Regions from separate parts of the Zea mays genome. Here regions 1 and 2 are each linked to region 3. Evidence: chromatin contacts called from public Hi-C data. All regions are on one chromosome and are shown on one strand. Each heading gives the region's core, a stretch centred on a gene start, on an enhancer-like site or on the middle of the called end of the contact. The rest is flanking DNA. Distances are from core to core; before and after follow the strand shown.

Region 1 (4,398 bases), core at 889-3,388, 500 kb before region 3:
AGTTTGGTGGGATTAAAACCTATAAACTTTAGTGTGCAAGTTCAAAAAATATATATAATTATGATGTAATGGCATAGGTTAATGTAGTGTGACATGATCAATAAAAAGTTACCTTATACAGAGTCAGTAGAAGCAGCAGCATCCGAAGCTCTTTGGATGACCTCGTCAATCATTTCTTCAAAAGTCTGAGATAACTGTATCTGCTTGGCTACTAGATTGCGATGTGTAATTTCAAGAGTTGCACAATACTGGTCAACCTCTTTGTCGTGACAATCAAGGAGTGCCTCGAAACCTGAGCGATAAAAGGCAGGCATACAATGAATTTTGCTTGCGATCAAGTGCTTGATGCGAGGGGCACATATATTGAAAATGTCATTTACTGGTCGTTCTGGCGCAGCAACGTAGCATGTCTCGCTCGTACTACAGAACAGATGGCAAATAAGATAAAAAAATATTAGTATCTGTAAACATGTTATCTATACAAGTAGTTACTCATGTTAAGAAAAAAAACGGTCTTACCTCACAGTGGCCAAAAGGTTCCCCGGATTGACGGGGCCTCCTCTTATCAGCTCTGATCAAATCTATGATTGTTTCTTTATCAAAAAACTTAATACGAGGTGTTCGTACTTGTTTTCTGGGGATGAAGGGCTCATCAGGTGATACAGGTAGTATATCTGAGAAAATAAAGATATAAAATGTATATAGTACTCCTCTTATGCCATTGGCTGGCAGTGTCACATAGGTCAGTATATAGCAACTGGCACCGGTCAATGTCAGCCATGTGGTCCATGTTTTTAGTCATTAACACTTCATTGTTTGTAATGAGAACAATGGGCGGTTGAATAGTATAAGAAAGAAACAGCGAATGGACAACTGATCATCATTTCCTTCAACAAGTTTGTCCTACAGCTTCACTACATCGAACTCATCTTTTGATATTTTCAAATCTCGTCTGAGCTTTGATGTTGCATCAACTTCCCCGTACCAATCAGTGAAATCTCTACCACCGCTGGCGCTAGGCAAACCCAATATCAACCTGACGGTATCTTTTGTTATTTTCAGCTCTTTTCCAGGACTAGGGCGAATAGTCATGTCTAGGGGTGGAAACGAGCCGAGCCGATGTAGTACCCAAAATTCTATTTTAGAAATTCATAAAATTATCCAAGGGTTTTTGAAACAAAATATCTTTAATAAGAATTTTCTTACTGTTCAAGTAACATCTCCTAAATTTAATTTGTTGGCTAACAAAGATTAAATAAAAGGATCCCTATATGAATTTAGTTATTACTTTGTTGAACTATATATTTATAAGTACTCTTAATTAAAACATATCTTGATAAAGGTTATACACTTCTTCTAAAAAAATACTTATTTTTGCGTGAATCATGCATTGGGATTATTAAATAAAATACTAAATAAAATGTTTAATTTTGAGAGCATATTGGAGTTTTGGTTGTTGCATTCGATTTTGTGAATACAGAAAAAAATTAATTTGAATCAAATTTGAAACTTTGGACGTGCAAAGGAAAATAGAAATAAAAAAAAAACTTGCTATATATTTGACCAATCTCTTAATAAATATTTTACACTAGAGGTTATTCCCCTAAAAATGGCAAATAAGTGATGTACATTTATTTTGAGATAACTTTTAATTTGTCTGCACATTCAAAAATAATACTACCCTAAAATAAAAAAAATATATGTGAATTATTCTCTTATGAAATTATGTATATAGAAGCATTTATCTAGGTGAATAATTAGTCAATCAATAAATAAAATTTGCATGGCATTCTGGATTTTTTTTGATCGAGCATTTGAATTAAGCTTGAAATTTGAACTTTATCTAAATCCGATTTCAATTTCGATTGTGAAAAATGGAGACGCAAAAAAAAAAACAGAACACTAACTGCTTTGGGATTAAAAGCACCAGCCGATCAACTAGGATTAGGCCACAAGTCCTTTGTTTATTATTTCTCTGGTCACTTGCCTCAGCACGACATGAGCATGGCATCATGCATTACATCCCTCACGCCGCACAAGTGACGCTCGCGCATGGGGGCTGGGGCCATGCAGGCAGTCGGCTTCTTCCTGAAGCTGTTACAACCACCCGCATGCACTGGATCTCAGCTAGACCTTTTCTCCGCAGACTCCCAGCCTCTATCTCCATAGCCACACGTCGAGCGCCAAAGTCTGTTTCTTCCGTTCGCCTGGAGCTAAATACAGCTGAGCAGCCCCACGTCTCGTCCATAAAAAAAGGAAGCCACAGCTCTGCATGGTAGAAGCCACGTACCGCAAAACCCAGCCCAGAAACAACCACGTGAGCGAGAGAGAAACCACAGGTGGAGGCTTCCATCCTCACCCATGGGCCATGCTGCCGCTCGGTGTCAAACGGGGCTGGGTGATTCGCCGGAGGCCACTGAAGCTGTTCTTGGCAGAGGATGGCGGCCGGGAACGCTCCTATGCGATAGCAACCGTGCCCCGCGACAACTGCATGCGCGCGGCCGCACCAGCACAATGGATGTCACAAAGGACCAGTCGGATGCGGGACCTCTCCGCGGCCGGGACTCTCGTGATTGCGCGGGCTCTGAAACTGGTAAGAACTCTTGATTGCTTACCTGTTTCCTTCACGTAGATTAGTTGTATTCGGTTAGGCTTTGGGAGCACCTGAAGCGCCGTGGTAATGGCGGCTACTTGAGCGGTCTCCCTCGCCAGCGTATTCGACGGACAGGGGTTAAAGATGAACCGATGGCCATTGATTGGTATTCAATGGTCGTGATCACGTCGCGCGTAACCCTTCGAGCGGGGAAATCTGAACCGTGGATCTGGCAAGTTGCGACTCAGATTAAAACCTGGCATACCGGTTTGGATGTGGTTCGATCTAATCTGGTCCCTTGAAAACAGATCAAGCGGCTCAGGTCGCGCAATACCCCTTCGGCCTCGACAATTATATTAAAGAACCCATCTGTTATTTTAGATTCAACTCGCAATCCATAGGACTGTTCACTGAGTCTTAAGAAATTTACGTGTTAGCCTCTGTTATTCTCTGAATTCATGCGCACAGTCCAGACAGCGAATAAAATCAGAGAAATTCATTTTAAATTCATTTTTAATACAAAAATAATGGTAGAAACTTGTATAAATCATAGAAAATTCATATTAAATCCTTTTTAGTCCATTCCACTTCCTATAATTTTATATTAATATTGTCTATTACTTGGTAGCACTGTTTTAGCATGAAACCCATACCAGACATGATTACTCAAATAATTTTGTAGCAAGCACATACGAACTTTGGGAATTCATAACTTAAAATCTATGATTCCGATTTGATCCGTTCAAGTTGCGTTAGTCTCGTATAAATGTTTTCTATACAATAAAAACATTTCTTATACCATGTCTCATTATTTTATCACTAGATCTTTATTTAACTTATGTTGGTTAGTCTTGTTAATCTCTTTATCATTATAACCTACTAGAATAAGATCTATGGTCAATTTATAACTTAGATTAAAGTTGAGATAATTATTTATAGAATAACCTCTCATATGATTTATATTAACCAAATTATAATATAGTTTAATATTTTAATCACATAAATTCTCTATAAAATCATAACTCCTTAATCGTAACTCCAATTTTAGTGGTTCTCGTTCCCACGATCTTGTAGCGACGTGTAGATTATTATTATTCAGTTTGTACTTATGTTTGGTGTGATGTTAATTTTGTCTATATCATGTTTGTTTGTATTGCTACGACTAGCGTGTGGTCACGAGGATCTGAAGAATCACCCTGGTAACTGGAATCTCAAGTGCCAGGCAAGTTGTGCCCTTGATTCACTTTTGTTACCCAATAATGTTCTTTGTAATCATTTACCATGCATAGGTCTAATTTTGATGGGACCCAATAGGTCACCCTAGATTGTTTATCTCATTACCTTGTTTACCCCTGAATCACATGGGTAGTTTTTGCTATTGCTTTACATGATTTTGGGATAATTATTTATTATATCCATGTTCCAGTTATTATGTTATTTTATTTATGTTCATGTCAAGATCATTATATTATTGTTAATTGGAACATGGAGCTTAACTTGAGAAACACGTGCCGCCACAAGGGTTTAATGGGACGCCCTTGGCTGACTAATTAGGAAAGCTAGTGGAAGACTACCTTACCCGAAAGGGGCAAGGGCAGTAGGGAAGTTGCATGCAAGGAGGTTCTCGGGTTGATTTGCTGCGATGGCGGTCGGACGGGAGATTCTTGCAAGTGCTCTTCCCATAAACTGTAGCGGGTTTTCGGAAGCTAGTGGAACTTTGCAAAGGCCTCGTAGTGGATCCCTAGCCATTCACCTTGGTAGTGTCTAAGGGCCTAGCTAACCCTGGCGACATGGGAAACATGACT
Region 2 (4,102 bases), core at 646-3,145, 410 kb before region 3:
CTTCTCATGATCTGAAATAACTTCAACAATTTGTTGTATGGAATGATTAGCTTTAAGTTCAGGTGAGCCTATGATTACCTGCATTACAATATAAGCTAAAAGTTAAGAGAAGGGCTGTCAAAATCAATTCAATACAACATGGCAATAAAAGAACCAGAAAATAACAATAACAGAAGAGATCGTGCACCTTGTAAGGATTTTGTAGAAACTGTCTTGCTAAGGCTTCAACTTCTCTAGGCCATGTGGCACTCCAGTACAAGGTTTGCCTGTCTGGGCGGATCTAAGGATAGCAGAAGTGTTGGACAAGCATTAGAGCTAGGCAAGACAATAGATATTAGTAAGAATTCTGCATTTCTAAACGAAACTGTACCTGTGCTACTATTTTCCGAATTTGGGGCTCAAACCCCATATCTAGCATCCGGTCCGCCTCATCCAACACAAGGTATGTCACTCTACGTAGGTTTGTGTGACCAGCTTCCAGCATATCAATCAACCGGCCAGGAGTTGCAATGACAATTTCAACTCCTAAAAGTGCAAATGACAGATTGCATTGAGTTTAAAAGGCATTCATCTAAAAAGAATTAAAGTGGACAGATGTGTGCAGGTACCTCTTCTAAGGTCCCGTATTTGTGGACCCTTAGGTGCACCACCATAGACACATGTGCTTCTAGTTCTTGAATATGATCCAAATTTTGTAGATTCTTCCTGTATTTGAACAGCCAGTTCTCTCGTGGGAGCGAGAATTAATACAATTGGGCCATCGCCTTGTTCTACAGGAATTAGAATAACGAATAATATTAAAAGGGAAATGGACACAGTCAGAAAACATACAGAAAGCTCACAGCAAGTTTATAGGAAACCAACCTAGCCGAGGCTGGGCACCAACATGAACCAACCCAGGTAACAGATAAGATAATGTTTTCCCTGAGCCTGTTTGAGCGATACCAATCAGGTCCCTACCCTTCAAAGCCATAGGCCAACCTTGAGATTGAATAGGTGTTGGCTCCACAAATCCAGATTTGGCAATAGCTTGCATGCAGTAATCTGTCAAAAGAGTCATGAAACAGTAGTGTAAGAAATCACAGGTATTGCGTTATTTTCAACGGACACACGCACAGGAAACACTGGAACTAGAGTAAACCTGGGAAGTTGGCTTCCTGGAAGTATCTAACCGGCTTGGGCACATCCCGGCCCTCGATGGTGATATCCCGGAGGCGGCGGTACTGCGCCACATCCGCCTCCGACATTGCCTGGACGGAGGGACACTCCACGTAGAAGTTTTTCTCGAACGGTATCAGGCTCCGAAAGTCCGGCTTAGGGAGGGCGAGCGAGTCAAGCCCGTCCCTCCCGCGACCTCCTCCTCTGCCGCCACCTCCGTACCCTCCTCCACCGCCTCTGCCACCGCCACCACGGCCTCTGCCTCCCTGCCCGTAGCGCTGGTAGTCGCCGCCCGCGGGGGCCGCGGGCACGGGAACGGGCACAGGCAGCGGGTAGGCGGCGGCGTAAGGGTTCAGGTTCGCCGCAGCCACGGGAGCCGGCGGAGCGAACGTAGGAGCCACGGTCAAGTCGCTACATGCGGAACTCAAATCGATCGGGTCACCTTCGAATTCAAATCAGATCGGGAGAGCTAGAATTAGGGTTGCCGTACCTGCGCCTGTCGTGGTAGGATGAGGGGTCAGCGAAGCGGAGATCATACGGGTTCATGGCGCCGGTGAGGAGCTTGGCCGGCCGACAGAGCAGGGCGAGGGCGCTGACGTGCTCGAGGGGAAAGGCTAGGGAGGCCGGGAGGGGATGGATCTGCGGGCGGCGGCGGGCGGAGACGCGGTGGTTTACCTTTTGTTGGGTGTGGCTTTTGCTAGTGGCGTGCGGGAACGGACAGGGTCGGTTCGCGTGACCCACGTGCATAGGGATGCAACGGAGAATACCGTGTCGGATTTTATTTCACCGTAATTCACCACGGGACATCATCCCTATTTTCTGCGGGAATCTATACTACTCTATTAAGATAGTACCATCAGCGTCCACATCTAGGTTGCCCTCGCCTGCCCCCGCACCCTCCCACGCGCGCGCAAGGAAGCAGCCCGCCAGCCCCCGCGCAAGGAAGCAGCCCGCCAGCCCCCGCTGTGCCCCTCCCCCACGACCGCACAGGCACCGTCCCCCGCCGCCCCCGCCCCGAATCTCGCCCCTGCTGCGGATCCCGCGCCCTCCATAGTTGCCGCGATTGCTACCACGCGCCCCCTCCAGGAGGAGACTGACGCGGCGGCGCCGCGTGCCCCCACATGCCGCCCGTCAAGTTCAACATCCCCGCCCCGCTCGCCCCTACAGCGAACGCCACTGCCGCCCATCCTCGCGTCCTCCCCGTTCTCAGCGCCTCCCCCTGCCCCCGTCATCGGCGCCACAACCCCCTCGGCCTCCCCGGCCTCCCCGGCCTCGGCGTGATGCTCGGGAGTCATGACCGAGCGGCTCCAGATCCGCATCCGCAACCCCCTCGGCCTCCCCGGCCTCGGCGTCGATGCCGACAAGGACGACGAGGCGGTGGGAGATCTGGAGACGGCAGCAGCCAGCAGCAGCAGGCGGTTGCCACATCCGGAGACGAAGAAGGCGATGCCGGACTGGCTGCAGTCCGTGCAGCTCTGGAGTAACCAGCAACAGCCCTCCGCCTCCCCGCCGCAGCACCAGGATGAGTTGCTGCTGTCGTGCAGGCCGGTGGCGCTCAACGCCTGCAGGAAGCCCGGGGGCGCGTTCCAGCCGTTCGAGAAGGAGAAGAAGAAAAAGGACAAGGAGGAGAAGCAGCGCGCCGAGCTGGAGCTGGAGCTGCCGGTCGCGGCGAGCTCGGGCGTGGTCGGGGACAGCTGCGACAGGGCCGGCGCCACCGACACCGACACCGACACAGCCGAGAACAATAAGGCCAGCAACACCAAAGGCGGCAAGGACAAGAGGCTCAGCTGTCGTCGCAGGCACCCAGCCGAAAGGCGCGGCGGTGCTGGGCCCCGGAGCTCCACCACCAGTTCCTGCAGGCGCTGCAGCAGCTCGGCGGGTCCCACGGTTTGTTGCTCACCCTTATCCTACCACCACCTCATCACAGAAAACTAGAAAATAGGAATTTCTTTGTTGGTTATGCCTGGTAATAAGGATATACATATAACAATGGATTGATAACCATGCCACTCCTTTTATTTTGTAGCTGCTTCGGCGTGATGAAGCCAAGCTTAGCTTTTTTCTATATATAAGGACGGGTTTGAGAAAACATCTCTGGACAACTGAAATTGTTGAGCAGACTATGTTTGCTCGTATATTTTTCTCAGATTAATTTGGGATCAATTAATAATGTTGTATTTATGGTAAGAATTTGCTTTAAGTAACTTATGCTTTGACTGTGTTACGGTAGTTAACTAGGCTTTATTCACATATAATGAAGTGAGATTTATTTAATTTTGCACTCAATGACCAACATGTGCTTGTTCTCACATCATCTTATGCCTCTTTTGTATTTATTAACAATTATATTATATGCTTTATATTCTTACAATAGAAGATTATCTGTGTTAAGCCAAATGGACATAATTAGTTCTGTTTGCAAAAGCATTTTGGATTTTCCAACCTCAAAGCATTCCAAAAGGAAGTCTTGGATGCTTGGTTTGCTCACGGGGATTGTATTCTCCTAGCAGCCACAAAATCAGATGCGTTTTCTGTAATGCTCCTCTTTATTTCTGTAATTTATTATTTTTTCCATGTGGATGGTAGTTTCGCCCTCCTTTTCTCACATGGATAACTCTGCTGGCAGGAAAGTCCCTCTGTTTTCAGATCACAACTCTATTAACAACAAAGGTTGTGGTGGTCATATCACCCTTGATAAGTCTAATTCATGATCAGTGCTTGAAACATGCAAAACACGGGATATCTGCACGCTTCCTTGGATCAGGGCAACCTGATAGCCGCATTGAAGCTAAAGCGATGGCTGGCATGTATTAGATTGTTTATGTTTGCCACGAGACAATATTAAGGTTATCATTCTTCTTGTGGTATTCTAAAGTTTACTAACATGTTGTCGTCCCTATCTTGGTGGTGATGTCTCTTCTTGCAGATTAATGGATTCTTGAAG
Region 3 (4,281 bases), core at 1,018-3,517:
GCAAACTAGGTTTTGTCTAAGTGTTGCTATCTCTACCGCAAAGGCTAAGTTTCAATCTACACTAAATAAGTATGACAACAAGATTGAAACTTAAATGCTTAATATAAATGCGGAATGTAAAGAGCTAAGTAGAGAAGCAAACTCTCGTGGATGACGCCGGTATTTTTACCGAGGTATCCGGAACCGCGCAAGGTCCCGACTAATCCTCGTTGGTGCCCCTACGCAAAGGGAAGCCCACGCGAGGGCCAAGCACCTCGGTCGAGTAACTCCGTAGAGAGCCGCGGGCCTTCTCCACGCGCAAGTGGTGCTCCGCTTCCGGCTCCTCTCGGACGCTCCCCGCCGTCTCCACTATCGAGCTTCCGGCCGAAACGCCGCGGGCCTCGTTCCCTCCGGTACACGGTGGCGGCCGTGACACAAACACGGTTGTCACGGTCTCGCAAGACTCTCGCCCCACTCGGTACAATTACAACGGCTCGCGCAAGAGCCGAGGGGTTGTGAGGTTTATCTAAACTCACTCAACTAACTAGGATTTACCTAGAGCAAGCGCTAAAGCGGTCTAACTAACCTAAGCACTTCGCAAAGCACCTATGCTAATCACCGAGTGATTCTATTAAGCACTTGGGTGTTTGAGCTCTTGGAAATGTGCAATATATGCCTTGGTATGTTGCTTGGGCTCTCACCCTTGAGAATGGCCGGTTGGGGTGGTATTTATAGCCTCCACACCCCCAACTAGCCGTTGGACAGAAAGCAGTAGCTTTCTGTCGTCGGGTGCACCGGACAGTCCGGTGCACCACCGGACACTGAACAGTAGATGTCCGGTGCGCCTATGTCAGCCGACCGTTGGCGTCTGTAGCAGTCGACCGTTGGATCCGACCGTTGGATTCGACCGTTGCCGTCTGCCCGTTGGCACACCGGACAGTCCGGTGCACACCGGACAGTCCGGTGCTACAGCCTGAGAGCGCCTACCTGCGGCCTCTCTGCGCAGACCGTCCGGTTGTCCCACCGGACAGTCCGGTGCACACCGGACAGGTACTGTGCACTGTCCGGTGCGCCACCAGGCGCTGGCTGACAGCCCTCTTCTCAGGTTTCTTTGCTGATTTCTATGGGCTTCTTTTGTTCTTGAGTCTTGGACTTCTATGCATCTTTTTATGTCTTCATTTGAGGTGTTGCATCCTCATTGCCTTGGTCCAATCCTCTTCGCATCCTGTGAACTACAAACACAAACACTAGAAACCTTATTAGTTCACGGATTGTGTTGTTCATCAAACACCAAAACTCAATTAGCCAAAAGGCCCGGGGTCCATTTTCCTTACAAATGTCTTAAAAAGTGATAGCACCTTATCTAAAAATCACTGTGAACGGACCTTCTATCTGTTTGTGACGTCAGGGAAATAAGTCGTAATAAAATATTAATATCAGTCGGCTTAGTACTGTTTAGAACCCTAGAGCTAATAGTTAGCTAAGTAATAAATTATTAAGACCCTGCTTGGTTTCAATTAGTCCTAGGACTAAACTTTAGTCCCTATCTGTTTGGTTGTAGTGACTAAACATATTCTAAAGTCATAATAGTAGCTGTCCAAAGACTCAAATGCCCTTGGAACACTAGAAGACTGCGTGCAACTGTGCGAGAGAGGCTAGGGATAGGTTTGGGCAACAGGATAATTATGGGCCTTTAGTCTCTTTTAGCACCTAGATGAAAGACTAGAGACTAAATCATTTTAGTTCATATTTTAGTCCTAGTGCTTGGTAAAAAAAAGGACTAAATGAGACTAAAAACTAGAGACTAATCTTTAGTCCATCTAACCAAACACCCCCTAAATATGTTAGGTCAGCTAATGAATTAATTGTTGAGATAGCTAATAATTAAATACGATATTAGGTGGGGATGTTTAGAACTCAACGACTAATTTTTTTAGTAGGTAACTATTAATTTTAGAGGTTCTAAACAGGGCCTTAATCAGTAGTAATAGTAACGTTTGTATCAGTATCGACTCTAATTTAACCTGTACTAAGTGTTACCGGTCTATGCAAGGACCGTGGCAGCTGCAGCCTGCAAGGAAACAAGGTTGGTCCCCGAAAGATGGGGCATTTATTCGACGCGACGCGACGCAAGCGGAGAAGGTTCCTACGGTTTTTTAACACCAACAACACCCCGCCCATGAGGCTGACGAGGGCTGTTTGTTCCCTCCGACCCACGAGGGCTGTACAGCTCAGCTCACTTACTTGGCCTCCCCACTTTCCAGCTCGGTTTGCTAACCCATGGTCGCCTCGCCTCATCCTCTCGCCCACCTCCATAACTTTGCATGGCCTATTACATGTCGTCCCTATCCCTCCCTAAAGCCATCTTCTTCTTCCTCCTTCAGTCACCCGGCCTGTCGTGTCGATCTCACTCTCAGGGTCCGGTCCGGTGCATCATATATACCCTTGGTCGATCGATCGACCAGATAGATACACTAGATAGCTAGGATTGCATTGTGTTCCACCAAAAGCCAGCCACAACACATCGACATGATGCAGGACTTGTTCTCGGTCCCTTCGTGTTTCTCGGCGGGCGAGAAGCTTCCGGACGTCCCGGCGTCCGCTGCGGCCACCACCAGGTCCGGGCAGAGCGCGGCGACGCTGGTCTACCGCGCGGGAATCGCCGGCCACGACCGCCTGGTGACGGTGACGTGGTGCAGGAACCTGCTCACCCACGGGCTGACCGTGTCGATCGAAGGGTCGGCGGGCGGCGGCAAGGACAAGAGCGGCGGCGGCAGGGAGTGGGGCGACGCCGACGGTGGCGCGGCCTCGTCCTCCAACAAGGGCTGCAGCACCGCCTGCAAGGTGGAGATGCAGCCGTGGCACTTTTGGCGCAAGTACGGCGCCAAGCAGTTCCACGTCGACGGCAGGGCCGTGGACGTGGTCTGGGACCTCAGGAGCGCGAGGTACTCCGACGAGCCCGAGCCGCTGTCCGACTACTACGTCGCCGTGGTGTCGGACGAGGAGGTGGTCCTCCTCCTCGGCAACCTCAAGAAGGAGGCGTTCCGGCGCACCGGGTCCCGGCCGTCGCTGCGGGACGCCGCACTGGTGTGCAAGAAGGAGCACGTCTTTAGCAAGAAGCGGTTCCTCACCAAGGCCAGGTTCCACGACAGGGGCAAGCTGCACGACATCAGCATCGAGTGCAGCAGCAGCAACCTCGGCGGCGGCGGCGTCGACGTCGACATGGTCATCAAGATCGACGGCTACGTCAACGTCCTCGTCAGGCACCTGCAGTGGAAGTTCAGGGGCAACGAGTGCATCTCCATCAACCAGCTCAAGGTGCAGGTGTACTGGGACGCGCACGACTGGATCTTTGGCACGGGGGTGAGGAACGCGCTGTTCATCTTCAAGCCCGAGCCGCTGCCGTCCGCCACCAATGAGTACTCTGATTTCTGCCTGTTTCTGTACGCATGGAAGCTTGAGTGAGCTAGGATTCCTGTTCCTGCATTATACTGGACACCTCACCATATATGTTATGAACCAATAATTCATACGTATCATGTAACTGATGGATTATTGGGCGATGGAAGTGTATGCGAAATGAATGATTGGGGCCGTTTTCCCTTTCCCTTTCCTTCCTTCCCATGGGACTATGGGAGTGTGTTGTGCACATGGAGGATCGGACTGGAGGGGCACAGGATAGTCCTGGGGATTAGGAACAGGCGGGTCCTGATACAGAAACATGACAGGCAGGATTCGCAGTGCCATGCCTTTCCCAATCATGCATTCATGCTGATCTATCCTGGGAAAGTCCAGCTAAGATCCGGTCCCTTCCCCCCATCTCATGGAGTACTATTGAGTTCTTAAAAAAATGTTCCTCCTAATTCCTTTAATTTTGCTCCGTTCAAGAACGAGGACCCCGCAGAATTCCAGTATAAGATTTCAGAACGCCTCATCAGTTTATTTTCTCTGCATGTTATTAACAGATGAAAGAAACAATCGCAGAAAGAAATGGTAGTCAATTTGCACATCATATCTACTCATCTTCATCCACTCAAATCAATATAAATCTCACAGATATATCAGTCTGAAGGTGTTTATTCGGTACTTTTAGTGAACGTGGATCAGGATCGAACAGAATCAGATTGAAGAGAACTTCGAATAAAAAGCTTATCTGAACAAGTTAGAATCGAAATAGTTGGGAGGGAGCCCAATAAGGCACTGAGGTTTGGCTGTACAAACTGACATAGTTTGGGGGGGGGGGGGGGGGGGGGCGCTCAATGTGCATTTTCACCAGTGATACCATATAGATATAGGGTTCAG

Evidence for each region. Hi-C and Micro-C count contacts between places; a contact is called where the count stands out from the background.
Region 1: a Hi-C map of tassel shows a contact between it and region 3, with 4 times the contacts expected there. The contact joins the promoter of LOC100276311 here to the promoter of LOC100193554 in region 3. A contact is called at or near these places in 2 of 25 Hi-C or Micro-C datasets (ear and tassel).
Region 2: a contact with region 3 is called in a Hi-C map of tassel, with 2.1 times the contacts expected there. The contact joins the promoter of LOC542146 here to the promoter of LOC100193554 in region 3. A contact is called at or near these places in 2 of 25 Hi-C or Micro-C datasets (ear and tassel).

What each region holds. Positions count from the first base shown.
Region 1 is chr3:168,386,827-168,391,224 of Zm-B73-REFERENCE-NAM-5.0, forward strand. LOC100276311 reads left to right here and starts at 2,139. Exons shown (of 3, transcript XM_008676455.4): 1 at 2,139-2,593; 2 at 3,760-3,815. The coding sequence starts at 2,362.
Region 2 is chr3:168,483,718-168,487,819 of Zm-B73-REFERENCE-NAM-5.0, forward strand. It overlaps LOC542146 (DEAD box RNA helicase 1), which reads right to left and starts at 1,896. Exons shown (of 10, transcript NM_001111771.2): 1 at 1,649-1,896; 2 at 1,142-1,569; 3 at 865-1,044; 4 at 609-770; 5 at 371-525; 6 at 188-280; 7 at 1-78. The coding sequence starts at 1,704.
Region 3 is chr3:168,891,332-168,895,612 of Zm-B73-REFERENCE-NAM-5.0, forward strand. It overlaps LOC100193554, which reads left to right and starts at 2,268. Exons shown (of 1, transcript NM_001138665.1): 1 at 2,268-3,587. The coding sequence starts at 2,509. The coding sequence ends at 3,444.